Linked DNA regions of Gossypium arboreum: region 2 is linked to region 1. A link is a contact called in public Hi-C data. All regions are on one chromosome and are shown on one strand. The core of a region is the stretch at or near the end of the contact, and the rest is flanking DNA. Distances in the headings are between cores, read along the strand shown. Region 1 holds the start of LOC108464043 (transcription factor SRM1-like). Region 2 holds the start of LOC108462953.

Region 1 (3,346 bases), core at 550-3,049:
GCAAAAATAGATCAAAAAATGCCAAGGGAGCTTAACCATAGATCAATTCCAATAAAATTCAGAAAGCCCCCATGGAGTATGTGAAGAATTCAATACTGGTTTGCTCCAGCATTCAAAACCTGGACTTTTGTGAATTGTTGAGCTATTGATGAATGAAAAGACAACAAAGAAAAAAACCATAAAATCAAAGATAATAAATGGCATTTAAAACATTAAAAATTAGAGATTAGTGAATAGTGAACTTGATGGTAAGGTAGTTAGGGTTTCTGACTCTGAAATATATATATTAAAGAGACAATGCAACCAAACAAGGAAGAAAACCCAGAAAGCTATTCAGAATTCAAGTTGCTATTTTCAAATCCAACAAAAACTCAATAAATCCAAAAGGCTACTTGATATAGTTTAACCCAGAGTCCACATAAAATTATCCTGCTACTGCTTAATATATATATATATGTATAGCAGCAAATTCTTCAGCTCCTCATTCTTTGTTTTCTTTTGCTAATTACATGCTTAGAAGAATCAACAGCACTTAGCAAAGAATTCAAAAGATCTCCCTTTCAAGTTTATATAAGAAACAAGAAAATAAAAATCAATTAAAGCACCCAAAAGTACATTTTGCATTTATGAGGATACTTTAAGTTTCATTTCACGGTTTTATATTTTCTTCTAAAAAAAAATCATCAAACTTTAAGCAATAATCAAAAGAATTTTCGGGTAATAACAAAAATAGGAAACAAACTTCCTTAAAAAAAAAAAACTTTCAACGATGCCAAAAGAAGTAAAACCCAATTCAAGGGTTCCTTCAGAAATATATATATAATTTAATTTTCTCATTGAAGATTCCTACACAGTAATTCCAGGACTAAAGCAGAAAAAAGCTAACCTCATATTCCTTGCTGTTTCACTGTAGAAATCACCATAAAATTGAAAGACAAGCTACAACTAATATCAAGATTCTGACACTTGAACCAACCAAACAAATAAAAATCTAACCTTTGATGGAGCCAAATCCTACTCCATCCACTATCAACCTTTCCAATTTTTCTTTTTCTTTTTTTTTTTTTTTCCAAAATGTGTAAATATTTCTGCAATAAGTTTATATTATTTAAAGTACATGTAAAATTTTAACAACAAACAAGCATAAAATTCAAAAAAAGGAAAAAAAATATACCCAAAAAAGAAATCTCAAAAAAAGAACCAATTATTTGACAAATTTACGAAGGGCTTAGTACATACAAATTATAGATGATGTTGATGGGTTATCCTGAAAGTATCTACAAAGGAAGTTGCAGGATGGGTCAATTGTCCCATCACTTCCTGCAATAACTTTGCTACAAATTGTTACAGCTGGGATTGAAAAGCCTTACACCCTTCATCCCAAGTTGCTCAACATACACATTACACTCTAATCTGCCATTAATTTCTGCCAATATCATAACAAAGAGAAACTAAATATATTTTATATTAAAAAAACCCCACTTTTTCAGAGGAAAAAATCCCAAAAAAATTAACAAATTTAGATATCAGTAGAGAGATGTCATACTAATACTATAAGCATCCATAATCATTGACTATAAAATCATTACCTTTCTCTTACTTTTTCTTTTTCTTTTTTTTCTTTTTCTCGGTGCTTCTTGTTGGATAGATAGAATAAGAAATTAAGGAAGGAAAAAAAAAAGCAAAACAAAGTTTCAATATTTAATTTTATCAACAAGGTTACTCTTTTGGTCTTGTCTTTTCTCTTTTTTTCTTTTATCTGGGTTTCTCGCCTTATTTTATAGCTTTTAATCTAAAATATATATTTTTAAAATGGGGTATTTTATTTTGTTAAATTATGGTTTTGGTCCTTCTACAATATTAAATTTGATATTTAGTCTCTAAATTTTAATTTGATAAGAAAAGATAAAAAGAAAAATTTATATATTGAATTACTAAACAAAAACGAAAAATAATAAAATTTTCATTTATTTTAGAACAAAAAGTTCAAAAATTTTAACACCTATTCAACATAAAATCAAGTTGCAATTGTAAAAGTAGAAAATCGTGAAATTAAAGTATATCAATTTTAAGTATAATAAAGGGATCAAAATTACAATTTGACGCTTTTTTAATTTAATATTACCCTTTTATGAAGCAAAAGGCAAAGACCGAGTAAAGTGGACCTTTTGGGATGCTTAATTTGGGAATCCAACATTGTAAACAGATGTTTTCGGTTTATGCCTTTTTATTACATTTAGGGATAAACTAGAAGTGTGACTGTCTAGATACAATGTGCAAGCTGTCATGTAATAATGAAAGAACAAACCAACCATTTTTTGCCACGTAGGCAATAAGTCAAAATTCACGATTCTAGCAAACCACATGCTCCCTGGCCCATGGTTTTAATTATTGCAATTTATTGTGTTTCCACTTTCCACTCTTTCACACACAATTTAATTAGTAAGTTGGACAAGTAAAAATTATTTTAGGGCGAAAATAAATTTTAATTTTTATGATATTAAAATATAATTTTAAAAATTTAATTAAAATTTTATTATTTTTATAAAATTAAAGTATAATTTTTTAATTTAAAATTTTAAAGAATTAAAATAAAAAAATTATTTTAGAGAAATGGAGACTTGTGCCAACTCCTAAATTCACCCCTAATCATAAGGTTGATGTCCTTGCTTAACTTTTTTCTTTAAAATATTTCAAAATTCTAGTTTTCTTTTCATTAGAAGTAATAATTGATTAAGTAAATTACATTAATAATCATCCAATTATAAATAATTTTATTTTTATCACTTAATTACAAAAAATTTATTTAATTAGTAACATTTTGAAAATTAATTTTTTCACCCCGGAGGTTAAATTCCAACGGAGGCACTCTTTCATTGGTTTAATAACAAAGTTAGTCCCTCAAATCACCACTCATAACCATGGCACCCCTTCTCCACGCGGCGAAGACGTCTACATGGCCAAACTCACTGAGCAAGTCGAGCGCTATGAGGAGATGGTCAAGTTCATAGAGAATGCCGCCTCTGCCATCCCCCACCCCGACGAACTCTCTATCAAGGAACACAACCTCCTCTCTGTCGCATACAAGAACGTCACCGTGCGTCCGTCGCGCTTCATGGAAGATCGTCTCCTCCATCGAGCAGAAAGAGGAAGGTCATGGCAATGCCAACCACGATGTTGTGATCCTCCAGTACATATTCAAGATCGAGGCCGAGTTGTCAGAAGTATGCACTGGAATTTTGAAGCTCCTTGATAAGAACCTTGTTCCAACTACTAGAAACAGGGATACCAAGGTTGTTTTATGAAAATGAAGAGAGATTACCATAGGTACTTGGGTGAGTTTAAG
Region 2 (3,441 bases), core at 210-2,709, 230 kb before region 1:
TGTTTGTTGTATAGATTCTTTGGTCCTTTTGCTCAAATTTGCAAACTACTAGAGTGTGAAAATGAACAAAAGGTTCCAAAGTAATGTAGAAAGACAACATGCATGTAGCATATGTTTCAATGTAGAGAATAATAATTTTCAATCATTAAATATATATTTTAAAAGTAATATTTTTATTGATATGTTTGAGACATAGAGATATTTGATTGATACAAAGTTTCAAGTAATTTTTTTTTTTTAAATTGTCATTATCTCATTTTCTTAATGTTTTTGTACTATATCCTATACCTACATGACACCCTGTCAATCTTGCTTGTGTGATAATATGCCAAATAGTTTTCTTTATCTAATGTGTAAAAGTAAATTAATTTTACACATTTTGTAACCAAGTATTTGTTTGATGTAAAAGGAAAATTTAATGTTGAAGGGATATATTTTTATCAATATGATATAAATCTGATTTTCTTAGTTTATGTTTATAACATGTATATTTATATTGAGCATTTCCAATAATTTAATTATTATAGTTTGACTAAACTTGGCCATCGTCGAAGCTTAAATATGAGCAAACTCCATATGCAATCCAAGTTTTAGTCAATACTTCCAATTGTATTTATGGGACGAAATAATTATATTTTAAGATAAATTTCTTGTATATTAAAAATTTCGAGGTAAGATGGTCTTTTATACTTTTGTTAACTACTTTTGAAATTAAAAGTACTAAAAACTATTTCTTGGAAAATTGAAATTCTTTATTTGTATTACTATTATATCTTCAGTCTGATTTTTATGTAACTAATGTATTTATTTTTGGAAAAAATTTATAAATACAATTTGAATCACTAAAATTAAAATTAATTATTACAAAGTTTAATTATATTTTGATGTATGTGAATGGAGAAATTCTAAGTAACTAGGATATATTATATAAATTTAGATAGAGTCTGTGTGAGTTAAATTAAAATAAATCTAAAAAGAATATATACATAATTTACTAAGACTTAAATTTGAAATATTAAAGCCTTCGTGACCTTAACTTCAAAACAACTCATTGGTATTTTGACTGATCAACGATGGAAATATTAGGTTGGCATTAAGTTAAATGATAAGGAATTGGATAATTCTTTAAGTAAGTTTTTTTTTTTTTTTGTTTATTTAGAGATTTAATTTAGCTCAATTTTAAATTTAATCGAAGTTAAATACGATTATCGAATCATTGAAGGGTCTCAGCTAAAATATATATATATAATGTAAAGTGAATTATTTACGAAAAATTATTTTAAGGGTTCTTAACATATTATTTATGATCTCAACCAATTAAAAATAAATATTTTATCTTTTTTTCACGTTATCTCTTCTTACTAACTATATATGTGATGTAAAAAAAAGATGATGTTATTTTTAATTAATAGGGACTATAAATGATGTGGTAAGGAGAGATTATGATCTCTCCTTATTTTGATTAGAATGACTGAATCATTTTGTACAGGCATGGACTCAATGGTGTTGGCCCATTCATAAGTGAAAAATGGGCCGTCCAAGTCAAGCTCGTTAAGCAACAGATTAAACCCTCAGTACTGGCGTCGTTCGTTGTGAGCTTGGCGGTGTAAGCGGTTCTTTTTTTTAATTTTTTTCAGTTTCCGGCAAAACAAAAAAGTGCGGGCACCCACGAAATAATGGAAACGGAGAAGACAAAAACCACCACTTGCAGTAGCAATCAAGTATCGGAGATGGAAGAAGACACCACAACATCAAAAATGGATTCCCCCACCAATTCCCAGCAAACCAGTAGTTTTTTCTTCTCTTAGTCCTTTTATTCTCCTTTAATCTTCACTGGCTTCTCTACCATATATAATTGAAACTCCAGTAGAGAATTTAGCCCTCTTAGTGAATTTCTCGTAGTTTGGTTGCGATTTGTTGGCTAATTATATATATTAGTTAAATTCCAGTATTTAGAAATATTGATTTTGGTTATCCCCCGTTTCCATGCTATTTTTCTCTTTGGCTTCAAGGATCTCGACTAAATTCGAATTCGAGCTATGCGGGATGCTATTTCAGGGGCAAATTCTTCCAATGCTGTTTTCCCTTTACATGATTCAAACTAGAGACCTTGCCAAGCATTAGTCTTTTCCATGCTATCTTGAAACATGACAAGTTGGTATTGTTTAACATTTAAGGGTACCAACCAACGTTTGTTGGATCCGAGTACTTGGTACCCGTAATCAAGAAGTCTCTAGTTTGAATCTTGTGAAAGGAGGAAATAATGCTGGTAGCGTTTTGTCTTTCGTTTAGGAGCTCAACCCAACTTGACTCTAGATTTAGTCAGGTTCAATATTTGCCTTTTTATAGGATATAGAGTAATTTAGTTTTCAATCTATAGTACAATGGCCTGTGAAGTATTTAGCCAATTATACATTCTAGGTAAAAACACCTCTCCAATCCCTCTCAATTTCGATATTGGGTAAATTGGTTCCTCTCAAAAAAATCACTTAATGTTAATGTTTTTCTGTCTATTTTAGATAATTTTGATTGGTATAGCAACAAATTTAGCCTTCAAAGTTTACATATCCTGTCTCTTTTATATATTTTTGAAGCTAAAGTTTTATATATTCTTTTTAATTTTTATACTTTTTTCAGATAAAGCTTTTTAGAATCTAGACCAAATTGACAAAATATGTAAATATTGAGGGCTTATTTGTTATTATACCAATTAAAATTATATATAATTGATGAAAAACATTAATGTCGTGATTAATTTTCCTTGGTTGCTCACTTTCGAAATTACAAGGACTGGATTGCTTCGATTTTTTGAGAGGGGCCAATTTGCTTAATATTAAAATTGAAAAGGGTAGGAGAGGTGTTTTTACCTAAATTCATTAATATATTTGGTTTTGTAAGAAGTGGCAATAATATGAAGCAGCTATTCTTTCAGTTTTGTTATTGAAGAAAGAACAAATAAATTTTCTTTTATAGCATACATGATGAATATGAGTTGTTGTGGAACTGTCCATCTGCATATTAATATCTGGTCCTTCCATAAAATCTAATCGGAATTGTTGATTGTGCTGTGTGCATTTTCAGTTTCTGACGATGATGAGATAGACTATTCGATCAAACCAGAATTCTATGACCCGAACCTTGACGACAAAGATGAATTATGGGTCCAAAGTAAGAGGAAAGGTTGTGTTTCTGATGCCGTGCTAAGCTGTCCTGCTTGTTTTACCACCCTTTGCCTTGAGTGTCAACGGTACGTACATTTAATCTCTCCGTTTTTGGCAATATGCAAGTCATTGGAAAACCAAGATACACATTGGATCAGACATTGGTCTTTGAATATTGTCTAGGTACATCAAGCATATCAGTTTTCATGTCATTGTCCTATCATTATGTGTCACTATTCCGTTATTGCAAGTTCTTTTAAGTCTGAATCGAACATTTTCT

The links. Hi-C and Micro-C count contacts between places; a contact is called where the count stands out from the background.
Region 2: a Hi-C map of leaf shows a contact between it and region 1, with 1.8 times the contacts expected there. The contact joins the promoter of LOC108462953 here to the promoter of LOC108464043 in region 1. A contact is called at or near these places in 2 of 5 Hi-C or Micro-C datasets (both in leaf).

What each region holds. Positions count from the first base shown.
Region 1 is chr13:10,480,944-10,484,289 of ASM2569848v2, reverse strand. It overlaps LOC108464043 (transcription factor SRM1-like), which reads right to left and starts at 1,799. Exons shown (of 3, transcript XM_053024138.1): 1 at 1,590-1,799. It also overlaps the pseudogene LOC108461999.
Region 2 is chr13:10,706,654-10,710,094 of ASM2569848v2, reverse strand. It overlaps LOC108462953, which reads left to right and starts at 1,459. Exons shown (of 3, transcript XM_017762871.2): 1 at 1,459-1,788; 2 at 3,082-3,247. The coding sequence starts at 1,677. LOC108464525 (E3 ubiquitin-protein ligase RING1-like) reads left to right here. Exons shown (of 3, transcript XR_008277457.1): 3 at 1-164.